2 separate regions of the Zea mays genome follow, and region 1 is linked to region 2. The links are chromatin contacts, called in public Hi-C maps. All regions are on one chromosome and are shown on one strand. The core of a region is the stretch at or near the end of the contact, and the rest is flanking DNA. Distances in the headings are between cores, read along the strand shown.

Region 1 (4,635 bases), core at 103-2,602, 520 kb before region 2:
ATCTTCAGACCAACGTGAGATGCTTCGCTATGCTAGTGATGACGATCTCTACACCTTTCCTATCACTGTAGTTGCTCATGCCCACCTCATCGTCCCCTCCGTTGTGGCACCAGCGTCTTGGTCACCCCGCACCAGCTACCTTAGCTACCCTACAGAATATCAGAGTCAACTCTTGTAATAAAATACATTGCTCTATTTGCCATTCATGTCCAAAGTTATCCTAAATGTTAAACAATGAACAGTCGATCACCTACCGTTTAGCCATTAATCAGGCTAAACAGACCATTAAAAGTGTTACACAGCCAATTAAACAGGGTAAACGTCCGATTAAACTAAAATGACATACCACTGTGTAGCGTTTGCATGGGTGTTTAAACAAGCTAGAAAACCATTTAGGCGAATAGTGCTCCTGCCAACCTAGTGAACGTATGTGGTTACCTTTTGCTATTTCGAACTCATGCACTTCCCATCCCTTCGAGCTCCTCCATTGTGAAGTATGGACTTCTCCAGTTCCTAGTATTTCGGGTTGTCTTTACTATCTTGTCATTCTAGATGATTTTACTCATTTTTCTTGGACGTTTCCATGCAACACAAGTCTGAAGTGCAATAGCTAATCACTAACTTCTTTCAGTTCATTTGTACCCAGTTCAACTCGGCCATCAAGTGTTCTCAGGCTGATAATAGTAGAGAATTTGGTAAAATGCATCAATGCCACCAACTCCTTCCTTGCTTCTCATGGCACCCTATTACGATTATCCTGCCATTACACCATCGCTCAGAATGGCGAAGCTAAACGCATACTCTGCGCACTTAACTCCATCTGCACCTTTCTCCTTCATGCCTCCATGCCGCCCCATAGTTCGGTCGAGGCCTAGCAACCGCCACCTACCTCCTCAATAGGTGCCCCTCCACCATCCACAATCACATACCCTTTGAGATTCCCCATCGCACGCAACCAAACCTCACACATCTTAGAGTTTTTGGTTGCCCGTGCTCTCTAACATCTTTGCCACTTCCCCTAATAAACTTGCTTCTAGATCCAAGACTTTCTTCATCAGCTATCCTTCATCTCACGAAGAATATCGTTGCCTCGACCTTGCCACTCGTCATGTCATCATCTCCCGCCATGTCGTCTTTGGCGAATAGACCTTCCCCTTCATGGTGGTCTCTTCCTCATCGCCTTTTTTATTTTCTTGTTACTAATGATGTTGCGGCTCCCCTCGTCGTCTCCAACGTGGTCACTCTGTCCTCCATGGGCATTGAGCATCCGCAAACACTCGGTGACAGATGGAGAGCACGAGAGAGCGACAAGATGGTTGGTGGGAATTGTAGCTTCTCGTTATGCGTGTCCCATCCCGCTACGGGACGGGGGTATTTATAGGCCCGGGGGTAGGTGGTCCAAAGTACGACACTACCCCCGACCACCAACTATATCCAGGGGATATTTCTTGTAACGGAGTAATTACAACATCGTACTAGACTACTCACTCGCACGCTACGCTGACATGTGGGCCTCTGGGCGCGTCGCCCGGTGGACCGATATCTGGCTGATCGACATGTAGCCTTCACCGATATCCTCGAAGCCTTCGCGCCAGCTATCCTTCGACCGGCCTGGCTAAATAAAGGGTGAACGAGGGCTCGGCTTCAGGAGCGTGGCGAAGGGTGACACGGGCCTCATTTCCGGGGCGTAGCGAAGTCTTGGTCGCCCGGCCGCCGCTCGACGCGGCCCCTCAATGTGTCGGCCCGCCCTATAGGAGGCCTCTTTAATTGGAGTCCCTCCACCGATGGACCTACAAAGACAATCGATGGGAAAGTAGGGTCTTCGTCATCTTAAAACGAGGGCGTGTTCGGCCTCCGCCCAACACCATCCCTCCTCTACCATTGTTGTTCGGACCATTCGTGCTACACATGCTGCAGCAGCCCCTGCGCCAGCACCTACTGTTGCATCAGTGTTGCTAGTCAATTGGGCATGTCTACAAACGTCGCCCCCACCTGTTGCACCGGTCCCGCCAACTAGCTGGTTCGGTTCGGTCTATGTGCACCGGCCTCAACGAACCAATATCCATGGGTCGATGCCTGCTCGACGCCCAACTACTTCACTTGTCGCCCCCATTTTTTCTCGAAAAACGCAGGAGAACTGCGCCTCATTTTATTAAGTAAGAAGAAATAGGGTCGGAAAAGGACCCGAATACAGGACCTCCTTATGGAGGCCAGAAACAAGCATAAAGGAAACAATCCATACACAACTAAAAGATACAACTTATCTCAGGCATTGGTACTGGGAGCAGCTAAAAAGGAAAGACCCTTAGCTCCTGCAACCATCCATTTCTCCCTTTCCTCAGCAGTGGCCTCTAATAGTGTAGTGATATTGGGGGGGGACCCGTCAAACACCACTCCGTTTCTGAACTTCCAGATCATCCAGGCTCCCAGAATCAAAAGTGAATTTACCCCCTTCTTGGTCATGCCTGACACAATATCAGCAATACGTTTCCACCACTGCAGGAAGTTTGTGTCATCTTGGATAGGGGCAAGAATGTGGAGCCCGAATTTCCGAAGAGTGATGTACCAATATAATCTGGAAAAGCTACAAGAAACCAAAAGATGGTCGATGGTTTCAGGCTCTTGGTCACAAAGAGGGCATCTAGGAGGATGATTTAGTCCTCTTTTTTCCAGTCTGTCTGCAGTCCAGCACCTATTATGAGCCACCAGCCAAAGGAAGAACCGACACTTAGGAGGTGCCCAAGATTTCCAGACCATTTTGTAATGCTCAAAAACAACAGAGCCAGTGAAGAAACCCTTATAAGCCGAGCATCGTAGCGTCCCCTACTCCTCCATGGCATCCCATACAGGGCGCCCTGCCTCCGACACTTCTGCGGTGCATCACCAGGTCCATGATAGGCCCCCTCAAGCTGCATGTGTACAACTTCAATGCTACAAATTCTTCTACCTCCCCGATGCCATCAAACTACCGTAGCGTGCCCACCGACCCACATTGGTGGGCTGCTATGACTAATGAGTAACGAGCGCTCATCAACAACAACACATGGCACCTCGTCCCTCGGCCTCCTAGAGCCAATGTGGTTACAGGCACGTGGATCTTCAAGCACAAGTTCCACTAGAGTGGTATGCTTGCCCACCACAAGGCACGTTGGGTGATCCAAGGCTTTTCACAACAGCACGGCGTTGGTTACGATGGGACCTTCAGTCTGGTGGTTAAACCTGCCACCATGTGTGTCATCCTTAGCATTGCCACCTCTCGGGCCTGACGCAGCCATCAACTAGACATCAAGAATGTGTTCCTTCATTGCCATCTCAAGGAGATGGTCTATTTTCAGCAGTCGTCTGGCTTCGTCGCCCCCTCCGCTCCTAATCATGTTTGTGTGTTGTATAAATCTCTCTATAGTTTGAAGCAGGCTCCTCGAGCATGGTACCAGTGCTTTGCCACATACATACACCGCCTCAGGTTCATCGCTTCGGCCTCTAACACGTCCCTCTTTGTTTACAAATATGGGGACTGTGTTGGCTACCTGCTTCATGGTTGCTGCAGTGACGCGAGTTCCTCCATGGACCATGGCTGCCAAGTGCCGACAGTTCCTGGTCATTAGTCACTTGTGAGTTGTGACATGTGAGTTTGCATTTAGTTATTTGTGGACTATGGTTAATTGTGATAAGTGATATATTATGGATGTTTTGGACTATGGTATTAGTTATTTGTAATTAGTGATGAATTTTGGGTGTTGTTATGTTTAGAAATCAATATGTTTAGATGTTTGCAATTGAATATATTGCTGAAATGATTCAGTCTCCAAGCGGGGATTTCGTGGGGATTTTTCCCCATTGGGGCCCCGTATACCTGAACGGGGATAGGGACGGGGAAAAACCTTCTCCATGACAAGGGACAGAGAAAAACCTTCCCCATGCCCGAGGATGGGGACAGGGAACGGAGAAACACCAGCGTTGCGGGGACGGGGATGGGGGAGCACTCCCAACCGGGGAATGGACACATTGCCATCCCTAGCTGCAACACTTCACCATGCATCTCCACACCTAGTTCGCCATGATGGATTGGGCGCATCATTATATTAAGTAGAGAGAAGGTCTAAAGAAGACCAAGAACAACAGCTATACAAAAAAAGGGATAAAAGGGGGGGAAATCAGAAAATAAAGGAGAAAAAGGAAGAAAAAGAAAGAACAAAAAAATGATGGATTGGGCGCTCTTCACCACTTCCTTAGCATCTCCATCACATGCTCCACTGATAGCCTCTTCCTCTCCGAGCGGCATGGCCAAGTGGCACTCTACATCAACTCCTGTAGACACTCGTGTCAAGCTCTCTTCCTTCGACGGCGTGCCTATTGCTGATCTAACCTGAGTATCGGAGCTCGCCAACACTTTGCAGTATCCTACTCTCACTCGTCCCGACTTGGCATATGTTGTACAACAGGTATGTCTTTTTATGCATGACCCTCATGAGCCCCATCTTGTGTTGATCAAGTGTATCCTCAGGTACATCACAGGCACGTTGTCCTACGACCTTCACCTCGGTACGGCCAAGTCCAAACCTTGACTGCTTACACAGATGCGGACTAGGCTGGTTGTCCTGATTCCCGGTGTTCTACCTCCGGTTATTGTGTCTA
Region 2 (4,564 bases), core at 1,967-4,466:
GTCTGGCTTCAAAAGTTTTGGGTTTTAAGCAGATGTTTATAAATTGGCCGTCCTCAAAAATAAAGGAGAGTAATATATTTTTTTCTCTCGAATGCGCAGGAGAGAGTAATATATATTTGAAGGTAAATCAACAAAAAAATCTAGTTAACATGGAAAACAAGGAGAAAGAGGAAGGGAAAGATACGAAGTTAACTCAGTGCACAAAACTAGTAGTAGGTTGAAGGGGGGTGTTATAATAGAAATAAAGCATGAAAGGATGAACCTAACATCGCCACTAAACAAAGTTCTGAATTTTGTTTGCAACATAATCACATACAACAATGGGATAAAGAGATCTTACCCTCAATGCCATCTTCTTGAGCTTGTTCATTGCAGAAAAGTTTTTCAGCCTTGACAAAACAGCAGAATCAATAGGCTTATCAGGTGCGACAGCATCATCAACAATCCATGGATGACCTGGCATGATCAATATTAATAAAAATCGCACAGGAGCACAAGCATGCATATGCAATCTCAGATAGAGAGGGAGAGAAGGCATAAAGGCAGAAAACTTACATAAAACCTCATGAGCAGTGAACCTCTTTGTAGGATCGCGGATAAGCATCTTACGGACTAAATCCTTAGCACTATCAGAGATACTTGGCCATGGTTCAGATTCCAAATCAAGTTTGCCTCGCAAAATCTGCCTGAAGATCCCTGCTTCACTCTCTGAAGGGAGGGGTGAAATATGGAAAAAAAAAATCACATGTAAACATGCCAATATCGGTAAACACAAATGGATCTCAATCTAGTGGTTCAATGGTTGAAGTAACAAACAGTTTACCTGCCCAAAATGGGGGTACACCACATAGCAAAATGTACAAAATCACTCCAGCACTCCATACATCAGATTCTGGGCCATAACATTTTTGAAGCACCTCAGGGGCAACATAATAGGGGCTCCCAACAACGTCAGAAAATTTATCACCTGGAGAATGGAATGGGATAGCTTTCAGTGTGTGTTCTATTAATCACTTAAGCAAAAGCAGAAGACAGCATCAAATCAACTGAAGACTTCATTAATCACTATGCACTATGTTAATAACAGCTGACATTTATCACAAATTACATTAGATTTGTACAAGAAAAGAAGGTCCTTGCCATCAACCTTGGAAGGCTTGTCATTAATAACAAGTACTAAGTATTATATGTTATTGTAATTTTGACGTCTGTGATGGATTTTTTTCCTGCTAGTGACATGAGATGCTATGCAAATGACATCAATACTTAATAGGCTAGCTGATGTACCAAAAACAACTAATAAGAGCAGTACTCCCTACCAAACTCAATGCTAGCCATTTGCCCACATCACTAGAGCAAGTGGGACCAAATACCAACATTAGAGCATCTCCAGCAGTTCACTTATATTTCATCCCCAATCAGGTGGTATTGGTGGTCACCAATGATGCCTTTTAGAATTATTGGGGGAGATACATAGCAGATCACCAATAATCTCGCCCAATGTATAGGACCTTCGTGTCAGATACTCAGATTGGAACTTTTTAATTTATTTCCTTCTTTTCTTTCTTTTCCTCTAACCGTGATAAGCGTGGGTGTCCTCTTCCTCGGCCACCCACCGTGCCCAAGTCACTGGTTCTGTGCACGCCCCCGAGGGCAACTGCCTCTTCATCCACCTCTGGTCCCCTTGCGCTAGGATCTTGACCATGTCCATGCCTAGCGAGCTCGACAACACCAAGGTCTGACAGTGACCATCAGTGATCTTCCTCTAGGACGGCCACCTCACCGTGACAGTTACCGTGGTGTATATGATGATATTAGGGCCTTAGTGGAGATGCAGAAGATGAAAGATTTTTTGGTAACACCAAAAATAATAGAGTGCTACTGGGGATATAAAGAATGAAATGACAAATATTGGGAGATGGAGCAATGCATCTCCACACGTTTATGGGGATAAGAGATGATATTGGGAAGCTGTTGGAGGCACAAAATTTCAGACCAAATAGCATTGCATATATACGCACCGGGCTTGTAGAACACGGAAAGCCCAAAATCAGTGGCCTTGAGCGGGGCATCCTCAGGGGTGCTCGCGAAGAGGAAGTTCTCCGGTTTCAGGTCCCGGTGCATGACGCCAAGCGAGTGGCACCCCTGCACCACCCCGACAATCGTCTTGATGAGCTGCGCGGCGGCGCGCTCGGTGTAGTGGCCCTTGGCGACGATGCGGTCGAAGAGCTCGCCGCCGGCGCAGAGCTCCATGACGAGGTGGACGAAGAGCGCGTCCTCGTACGCGCCGCGGATGCGGACGACGTTGGGGTGCTCGGAGAGGTGGTGCATGATCTGGATCTCGCGCCACACGTCCTCGTAGTCCTCGCGGCACAGCAGCTTGCGCTTGGGGATGGACTTGCACGCGTACTCGCCGCCGTCCGCCTTGCCCACGCACTGGTACGTGGTGCCGAACTGCCCCTGCCCCAGCTTCTTCCCGATGCGGTAGTGGTCGCGCACGTTGTCCGTCTTGTGCGGCAGCACCGACGCCGGCCGCCCAGCCGACCCCGCCGTCACCGGCGGCGGCAGCCGCGGGTGCGCATTGGCGCCGCCCGCCTTCCCCCTGCCCGGGCCTTGCGGGTCCGGCTGCATTGCCTTCGGCAGCGGCGGTCCCTCGCCGGATCAAGAACCGTAACCGAACGGACGCCCTGCCTTTGCTCGGCAAAACGTAGCCAGGCTCGACAACCGGTCAGAAATGGAAACCTTTTCCAACTATGGGGGGGCGATTCTAGGTTTCTTTCTGGAGGAATTTACACCGATTGAAACCGAACAACTGAAAAGATTGGATCTCAGCCCGGGAACCCTCGCCTATGGGGAATCTGGGAAATGGCTGACGAAATGGGCGCGACAAAGGAGCTTTAGCGGAGGTTTATGGGCCTACGCGTGCCGAGGAACGGAGAAGAGACGCCAACGGCAAGGCGAACACGCTAAGCAACGGGATTGCTCTGTTTTCCTGCACCCTTTTGGATTGATTGATCGATTCTTGCGGGGATTTAAATAGAGGTCACATGCGAAGGTTGGATTTTTCCTCCATGTGAGGGTGGAAATCTAATCTGCCAGGCTTGGTGATTGCTCTGGGCTTGGATTGGGTCTGCAAATGAGAACGGATCGCTAGGGCATGTGGGGAGGAAGGCACGTCGGTGGTTATCGTCTTCGCCTCCTTGGTTAGTGGCGGAGGAGAGGGGGAGACAGGAGGAAGACGACGTGGTCGGAAACTTCCCTTTCTAGTTGTTTTATTATAATTTAATTTGTTTTCCTCCCTTTATTATCCAAGTATCTCTTGCCACTCACTTACTGGATCTGTTTAATCAAATATATACAGTTATACACTCCTACTTTTGGATGTCAATATTAGAAGATATAGAATTGAATTGGATTCAATATTAAATCAGTCATGATATTAAAATGAGATGTAATTTTAATTCTATTATTTGAATATCACTGAATTGTAATTTGGAATTGTGTGGTTCAATTCCACGCAATGGAGTGATGCTCTCTGCATTGGGAGAGAGAGTTTTAATTATAGTCCAATTCCAGAGAATTAGATCTTCGATTCCAAATCTCAATTTCATATGTAACCAAACAATAGAATTCTGGAAAGTGGATTCTAATTCCAAATTCCGTACACTAATATCTACATCCAAACAAGATATTATGGTTTTGTAGGTTTTTTATTATCCTTTCGGTCTAAAAGTCTTTCCAAATACGAAGGTATTATCTACCTCACTAGTTTAATTAGGACATTAATGTTCTTACCCCTGCTTTAATACTAATTCTGATTTTACTCTTGTATTTTTTGTGATTTTACCTTGAATTTTTTAAATTTGTAGCCACTGTTTTCACCAGTTTCACACTCAGTTGAGTTAGGTAAAAGCAAATAAGTTGTTAAAAAATAAAATATTATACTAACCCCTGGTTTTATTCTAACTCTCCTAATTTGCATCGATGGTTAATTAAGGGGGTGTTTGGTTTCTAGGGACTAATGTTTAGTCCCTTCATTTTATTCTTTTTTAGTGTATAAATCGCTAAATATAGAAACTAAAATAAAGTTTTAGTTTCTATATTTGGTAATTTTGGAACTAAAATGGAATAAAATCTAGGGACTAAACATTAGTCCCTAGAAACCAAACACCCCCTAAGCATGTGTAACTTGTTAAAGTTTGCTTATATTTGAAATAATTGTAAATTGATTTCATCTCGAGTCAACTCCCGTCCAATGTCAATCCCTAGACGCTGAAGGAGCTCTTTTGTTTGTCCAAATGTGTAAAATAGATGTTATTAAAATCATATAGAACTAAAAACAAGTAGGGCAAATTTACATATACAAGGTAGGAGTAGTTTTTAAGCAGAACAAGTGCAACCTCTCCGTTTTGATACGCCGGTAGAAAAATGACAACTAGGCTTTAAAATAAAGGTAAGAACATAAGAGCCACATTTTAACCTGATCGCAGTGCCTTGGAAAACTAATATTGGCACGCCATAGGAAAATTTCAAATCTATGTATCTTCAAATAATCTGTTTATAA

Evidence for each region. A called contact is a pair of places that touch in the nucleus more often than the background predicts.
Region 1: a Hi-C map of endosperm shows a contact between it and region 2, with 1.7 times the contacts expected there. The contact joins the enhancer-like site here to the promoter of LOC100381559 in region 2. A contact is called at or near these places in 2 of 25 Hi-C or Micro-C datasets (ear and endosperm).

Annotation. Positions count from the first base shown.
Region 1 is chr3:143,028,723-143,033,357 of Zm-B73-REFERENCE-NAM-5.0, reverse strand. All of the region lies in intron 7 of LOC100274607 (beta-galactosidase 15), which reads right to left. Among protein-coding and RNA genes, the nearest start is that of LOC100274607, 14 kb to the right of the region's middle. Within about 2 kb of position 1,352, at least 1 of the 20 cell types and tissues checked has an H3K27ac peak or open chromatin away from gene starts, as enhancers often do. A contact at or near this core is called in endosperm, where this site is marked.
Region 2 is chr3:142,512,492-142,517,055 of Zm-B73-REFERENCE-NAM-5.0, reverse strand. LOC100381559 (putative calcium-dependent protein kinase family protein) reads right to left here and starts at 3,216. Exons shown (of 7, transcript NM_001174384.1): 1 at 2,022-3,216; 2 at 824-967; 3 at 556-708; 4 at 341-456. The coding sequence starts at 2,631.